Linked DNA regions of Zea mays: region 2 is linked to region 1. A link is a contact called in public Hi-C data. All regions are on one chromosome and are shown on one strand. The core of a region is the stretch at or near the end of the contact, and the rest is flanking DNA. Distances in the headings are between cores, read along the strand shown. Region 1 holds the start of LOC100193923. Region 2 holds the start of LOC100274377 (3-beta hydroxysteroid dehydrogenase/isomerase family protein).

Region 1 (3,567 bases), core at 739-3,238:
CGGAGCACTGCCTTTTTCGTGGCGTCCAACTTGTCCGGGACTCTCTGTAAAACAAATTCATAAGGTGACGCAATCGTTAGGTATCAGCGAGTCGTAGAGGTCACTGTTGACGGTTTCAGAAACGAAGGGAGAAACAGACATCGGCATCTCGCTTTTGCCGGCGTGTACTACCTTGTACGCGAGCGCCAGGGCGACTCCGACGATGAAGAGGAAGAAAGGCATGACGAAGTCGGCCACTGTTACGCCATCCCAGGGGGAGTGGTTCATCGCCGGAATGAATGACCCGGCGTCATCCACGATGATCATCAGCTGCAACAGGAAAAAAAACTTCTGTTTTACTTCTGTCTGAATTTTAATCAAGTGTTTATTTCAATGAAAGAGACAGAGAACCAACAAAACATTATTGCTTGATAAGTAGAGTGATTAGGTCATATGGTCGTGCAAAATATTGATTTGCACTATAAATTACACTGTAAAGTTTAAAATAAAAGATATAAATAAGCTGCTCGAGATAACCTTATATGCATTTATGGAGATAAATATGCATTTATATATATGTGTGTGCATGTACTATGATTAAAAATAGATTCTACCTTCTAGTAGGTTATCAGTGTACATAACACGGATCGATAACGATACGCTTGGTAAAAATCTAGGGACCAAAGAAACTAGAATATGCGGGTTCCACTGCCAAATATTATTTTTCACTGTTAAATTGGTGGTTCCTGAATATCCTCTAATTTTTATATCAAAAAACACGCATAGTTATAAAAATGCAGAAACGATTATTCGATGAAAAGTGATAACAACTTCACGTTACATATTCGAGAAAAAAAAACGAAAAGAAAACTTCACGCTGCATATATGGTGGTGTGGCATCAGATCCCGGCCCGGGCTCCAAATGCATTTCACGATCGAAAGGAAAATATTCTAATCGGGGGATAATGAAATGAAATGCCAATATACCGTCGGCATAGGCAACAACACAATCGGATAGAAGTGTGGCAACGCCAAGAACATTGCGTAACGATGCAAGTAGCATTGCGTGACGATGCAAGTGGCCTAGCACTACGTGCTGCATGTTCCGTCGCAAGCACGCACTAGTGAATAGTGATGAGTACTGAGCCAGGATCCACTGAACCGATTCATGAGTCATGACGCAGAGCAGTAATTAAATCTACAATTTTTTCAGTCGGTGACTTCATCTATGCCGTCTACGCAACTCCACGGCCGTTGCAATCAATGTCGCGCGCGGTAGAAAAAAAACGAACTTCTCTGTTGTCCAAACATGGCGAGGAACTCAGTAGGTGGAGAGGTGAATCACCAAAGCAAGAGCTTCAAAGCGACGGGGACCTAACCGCCTAGCCTAGCTACCGTGTCCCTGGGCAGAATTGCCTAGCTTCTTCTACCAGTACCATGTCACCTATCGCGTAGTGGTGATTGAGTAACCAAGCTTGCCCTATTGGTCAAGCCATGCCGTGCTCCACTCAAACAACAAACAATCTCAAAAAAAAGGAAATAAAAACAGAGATGATGCTCGTTATTTTAAGAGAACGCATTCGGCTAGGCCAGCAGGTCGAGTAGACGTATCATGCGCCTGCATACCAACATGGGTGTCACTTCGATCGATCGGACGAGCACACGCAGACGCAACCGATGCCCCCAGCCTAGAATAGACGACACGTTTACAGTTTAGGATTTATTCCAAACTCATTAGTAAAATAGGATCTATAGTAGTAGAATCGTCAACGAAATGAAAAAAGATGGGGGGAAAAGTGATAAGGGTCAATCCGTCCGTACCGCGCGCCGTTCAGGCTTTGAGAACCTATGCTTCTTCCCCATCCGCAGCACCTGTGTGGGTTTCAGGCGAACGTTTCGTAGGAGCAGTTTTATTCATCTTTCAAGTTTCTACGCTGGATTTATTTTTGGACGGAGGGAACAGTGAACGGCGTCGGTGGGGGCGTCGGGATCTGATGAATCGGGAGACGGGACCATCTGCTGTAGCAGGAGGCGCCCCCAGGGATCCAATCAGATTTGGTCCATGTGTGCCCATCGACACTTGTGCCGTGGAGCATGGACTGGACTGGGGAAAATTGGGAACGTCGAGTCGTGCACACAGCCACACTGTGCCACTGGTTCAAGATCATCTCGTGGTTGTGGAGGGAGGAGTCGTTCTCCCTGACAGGATAGAAGGGGTGACGTGACACTAACATCTAAATCCAGGTTGCTCCACTTTTGCATCCGTCCGAGAGACTTCAATCTAGGCTTTATCACTGGATCTTGACTGATCTGCGTTTTCGCAGTCCTCTTTATTTCATGGTGTCGGAGCCTAGAAGACTTTTGTCCGTTGCCGCCGTGTCGCAGTCCGTCGACCGTCGTCGCTCCATCGAGCTCGAGCCTTGTAGCTGCGCTGTGTTTTGGCTTGACACCGACACTGTTGTTGCCAAGCTAGTAGCCTCAGGAGACGAAGGCCGAGAGGTCGATCGTACGAGTGGGCTGGTTAGGACACCCATATGAGGCCACACGATCTACGCTGCAGGGCAGAGGATGCTCTCTGTCGGTTGCCGGTGGCGGTGGGTGCGATCGTACGCCTAGCAGCTCTGCGCCACACGTCTCTGGGCATCTGGCCGGCGCCACGACAGGAAGAGCAAGCAGCAAGATCATATCTTTCTCCAGAGCCTTTCAAAGCTTGTTGACCGGGCCTGCTCTGCTCGCGTCATGACATGTGTGGCTCACATGAAGCTGCCGGACGGGGCACACCACGGGGACGGGGAGGGATGCGTTTCGAACTTTTGATCCGTCGCCGCATGGCGACGAGGTACCCTGGCCTTTAGCTCACGCATCCGAACGATTCCCGCGTCTCGTGTGGGCTCCCCGAACCCGTCGCGGGCCAAGCAAGAAAACCCCGTGGTTTATGGTTTACGGTGTTGGCTTTGCCCAACTGCCCTTTGTGCCGATACATGTGGAGGAACAGGCGCACGCGCACCCGCCGCCCGGCGGTGCGACGGGTGGAACCACCCCAGCTCGTGGCGTCGGGCCGCGGTTCCGGGACTTGTTCCAGGCTCCACTCCACTGGCCCTGATGACGCGGTGCACCGAGCCACCGACCCCAACGACGATCATGAACTGTGAACTAGCTACCCCAACCATTACCCAAAGGCTGGCCAAAACAGACGCGACTGGCTGCCTAGCGGGTCGCGCGCGTGGGAAGGGACGGACACCACGCTCGCGTACTGCAGATGCCAGCGCTCCCGGCCCATCACATGGCAAAAGAGGCACCGCTCGGCACACCACGCGATGGGCTTGTCCCGACGTGGAGAGGCCACCACCGCCCGCTCGCCGAAGCGACGCGACGCGACGCGCGCAGCGCAGAAGCACAGGAGGATCACGCATATGCTTTTTCGGCGTTCCTCTTTGTTTTGCCCTGCAGCTACCTAACATTCTATTCGTACTCCAATTGTTTTCTGAACGCCGCAAAAGGCCAGCCAGATCTCGCCCAATACGACGACCAAACGCTCATGCTCTTCTCCTGTTCCAGACTGGTCAGCCAATAGGACGGGTTGGCATA
Region 2 (3,567 bases), core at 679-3,178, 600 kb before region 1:
CATACACAGCGTCGTTTATCTGACTATTATTGTTGAAGACATTGCCACATTGGCAATGGGTTAGAAACAGCTGACTATTGTATGCGTGTTGTTTAGGTGAAGATTTTAGCGAGAAAAGGTCCAGTTATAGCTTTACAAAAAGGAAATTACTTGGTATTTACTCTTTCTTTGTTTTCAAGTGCTAGCTAATGCTCTTGATTTTCACCCTTTTTGGATAAGCTATCTACCATCAACTTGGATAGACATGTCCTATGTGGTTTGCTTCTGTTTACCTTTGCGAGTTTGCGTCATCGTTGGCTGATACAGACACTACCTTTAAAAAGGATGAAATGTTCAATGTTCTTTACTGAAATTTAGCTATGATAGTGACAAATTTATCAATATACCAGGTTGCTCAAAGACGCTTCAAGTCTTGTTTTGGTGAGCATTCATTCGGCTGGACTTATTGTGGGTCTCATAACTTCAGTCCGGCTGCATGGGGACAGCCGCTGTCTCCTCCCTCCAAAGCAAATCCTAGCAAAGCCAGATCAGCACCTTCTAGTCCAATGCTACACATTTGCAACTATGAGCTTGGCATCATACTCATTGCTCTGCCACCAGGCATGTCAAAGCATGCAAGTGAAAGTAGGCACAGGATCGAGGACATCGCCCTGCCCTTTGTTGTCCCTCCACCGCGATATAAGGGGAGTGATAAGCCAGCCACTCGGCTAGCCATGCGAGAGGCTGTGGCTGAGGCTTGTGTTCTGCAGGGTAACGATGTTGTAGATTTGCCAGATGATACTGACGAAGATGTGCCAGATGAAGACGATGAGCAGGTGGTTGAGCTATCTGATTGTTCTCAACAAGAGAAGGAAGAAGAGAAGATTTACGCAGAGACGTTATGGGGGCAGGTAGATTCTTCACAGAGCCTGGAAAAGGATTAAGTGAAGCTGGCGTCCAGTTCTTGGTGTAGTCCTATGGATCTATTTCGCCCTGATAGTTCAATGGAGAGGGATTATAAAAGAGAGTACAGTACCCAAGGTTGATATGACAGTCATTTTTGAAAAGGTGTTGGAAGCTTCGGATTCGCATATTACAAGCGAACTGAACTTTGTGAAGGACTGTTGTATTGTCTGTCGACCAGGAAGAGAGGCGGCCAGAGCCACGATTCTTCGTTGCCCCATTTTTAATGTTTACATTTATGTTGTGTAGATATCATGTAATGTTTACATGCATTCTATTTTTTAAGAATCTATTCTTGCATTGAAAAATATGGTTTGCTCATTCAACTAATGAGAGAATGTATACATGATCTGCTGAGTGAATAACATACTGAAACTGTAGATGTCTGATATTCATTTTGCGTCCTACTCCGTCCGTTCCAAAATAGTAGTCGTTTTAACTCTTAATTTTTACGTCGATATTCAAATAGATGAAGATGAACTTATACACATATAACGAATGGAGTTCATTCTCCTACCTCTATTGCTTTATATATATGCACATTCTGACCTTTTGAGTTATAAACGTATAATTACTTTATTTACAATTACATATTTTGTCCAGTCCCATTCGTTGCAATTAAACAGCATCCAAACCTCCTGGCCGTCCAATCAGATCGGGACCAGATGTCATATTTTTCTGTGGCTCGCTGTTTATGCCGTGTTTGGAACATAGAAATACAAAAGAGGAAATGAATAGAACATAAGAAAGAGACAGAAGTAACAGTGTTAAAAACTTAAAATAGAGGAATAAAAAACATAGAACATTGGTTCATCAAAAACGTAAGGAAACTTGATGAGAAGGCTCCGTTCCAAACAATACGGGGTTCCTTCGGAAATCCTGTGATCCAAACGGCCCTACTTGTTCCCGAGCAGAAATCCACACGAAAACAACTGAGCGACGTGGCAGCGGCTAGCGGGACGCCTCACTCCAGTCGTCCGGTTCTGTTCCAGCAGCCCCACACCCCACGCCACCGGACCGGAAACGCGAAGCAGCCCCACACTGCCCACGCGGACACGCTCTGCACCACCACCTGCCGGCCGTTCCCGGCTCGCCGCTGCCGTTGCGCCCTCGCGCTCACACCTCCGCCAGCCCAGGTCCATCGAGCGGAGAAACCCATGGCCCCCTCGCCGATCCTCGTCCGGCCGCCGGCGCTGGCGAATTCACCCCTTCCGCCTCCCCGATGCGTGGCCGCGGTAGCAGCGGCGCCGGCGGTTCGGACGGCTCCAGCGGCCCCATTCTCTAGGTTATCTTATGGGCCCCCTGGCCCCTGCTGACCCTTCTCACCTGGCGCATGCGTTCCTCTTTTCTGCAAAATTTCGTGGTGACATGGTTTCTCTTGATCGCGCAGGCTCCGTACCAAGTGTAGGTTCGCCGCATCGGATGTGAGAGAAGACTACTCTTCCACTCCGATAGATATTGTCGCTGATGTTAAGACGGAGAAGGCAAGCAGCCGAAGTTCTCTAGCTCAGTTTATGTTAGATTATTTAAGACGATTTCACCCACCACTCTGAACTGTTTCTCGACGGTTGCAGATTGTGGTGTTAGGAGGAAGTGGATTCGTTGGTTCTGCGATTTGCAGAGCTGCTGTATCCAAAGGCATTGAGGTTGTGAGCTTCAGCAGGTACTTCTTTTGCTCTTCTATGTGAAGAACATTTCTGTGCTGTATACCCTGTAGAAGCAAATAGGTGATATATAAATCAACTCACTATGAAGCAGTTGCAACTTTTACCATTTTCAGCATATTTTAAGCAATTTTTAGTTTAGGTTCTTCATCTATTGACTAGCCAGTTGCCCGTGCTTTGCTACGTTTATTATATACTCCCCCCGTCCCATAATATAAGGCATAACCACATTTATTCTTGTCCAACAATATAAGACGTACTCTCTCTATGTATACGTACATCAATGCAGTGGTATAGAGAGAATTAAATATATTTCTTGGTCTTTGAACTAGAGGTGGTTACACTTTATATATTGGGACGGAGGGATTATCATATAAATAGGTATTGAGATATTATTCAAATATAACTATTGTTTATTTTTAAACACTAAGGTACGTGTGGTCTGGTGGTTAGCCCTAAATTTCTGGAGAAGGGGGCGTGGATTCGAGTGCTCGCTCTGCACTATTTTTTGCGCGGTGTTGTGGGTGGGCCTAGAGTGTCAGCGCGGAGTGTGAAGCCGTGGTATCACCTGGTGCCCACATTAGGTTTTTAATAGAATAGTATATATTTCTTTAGATGCCCCTTAATTTTACTAAATTGGTTCAATATTTCTGTTTGGTAATGAAAAATGAGAGGTGGATACAGTTCTCTGGGTATCAAACCTGCATTATGTACAAATTTACACATTCTACGTAATTGTGTGTTGATGGGCAGGTCAGGAAGACCATCTTACTCTGATCCCTGGGTTGATCAAGTCAATTGGCTGCCAGGTACATTTATGGTATTATATGTTGTTATACGAACTTGATTATTAGATTTTCCTCCCTCACTTTAGTTAACTTCTTGACTCCCCTAACCTGTTGTGTCTAGTGTGTTAATGTTGATGGTCTGTCTCCCAGATTATAGCTTTATCAAGTGATTG

The links. Hi-C and Micro-C count contacts between places; a contact is called where the count stands out from the background.
Region 2: a contact with region 1 is called in a Hi-C map of bundle sheath, with 3 times the contacts expected there. The contact joins the promoter of LOC100274377 here to the promoter of LOC100193923 in region 1. A contact is called at or near these places in 2 of 25 Hi-C or Micro-C datasets (bundle sheath and endosperm).

The regions. Positions count from the first base shown.
Region 1 is chr2:62,110,087-62,113,653 of Zm-B73-REFERENCE-NAM-5.0, reverse strand. It overlaps LOC100193923, which reads right to left and starts at 1,988. Exons shown (of 12, transcript NM_001138995.1): 1 at 1,801-1,988; 2 at 172-309; 3 at 1-44. The coding sequence starts at 1,842.
Region 2 is chr2:62,710,313-62,713,879 of Zm-B73-REFERENCE-NAM-5.0, reverse strand. It overlaps LOC100274377 (3-beta hydroxysteroid dehydrogenase/isomerase family protein), which reads left to right and starts at 1,928. Exons shown (of 7, transcript NM_001148737.1): 1 at 1,928-2,227; 2 at 2,333-2,426; 3 at 2,517-2,605; 4 at 3,360-3,415. The coding sequence starts at 2,100. It overlaps LOC100382237, which reads left to right. Exons shown (of 12, transcript NM_001174991.1): 12 at 390-1,266. The coding sequence ends at 923.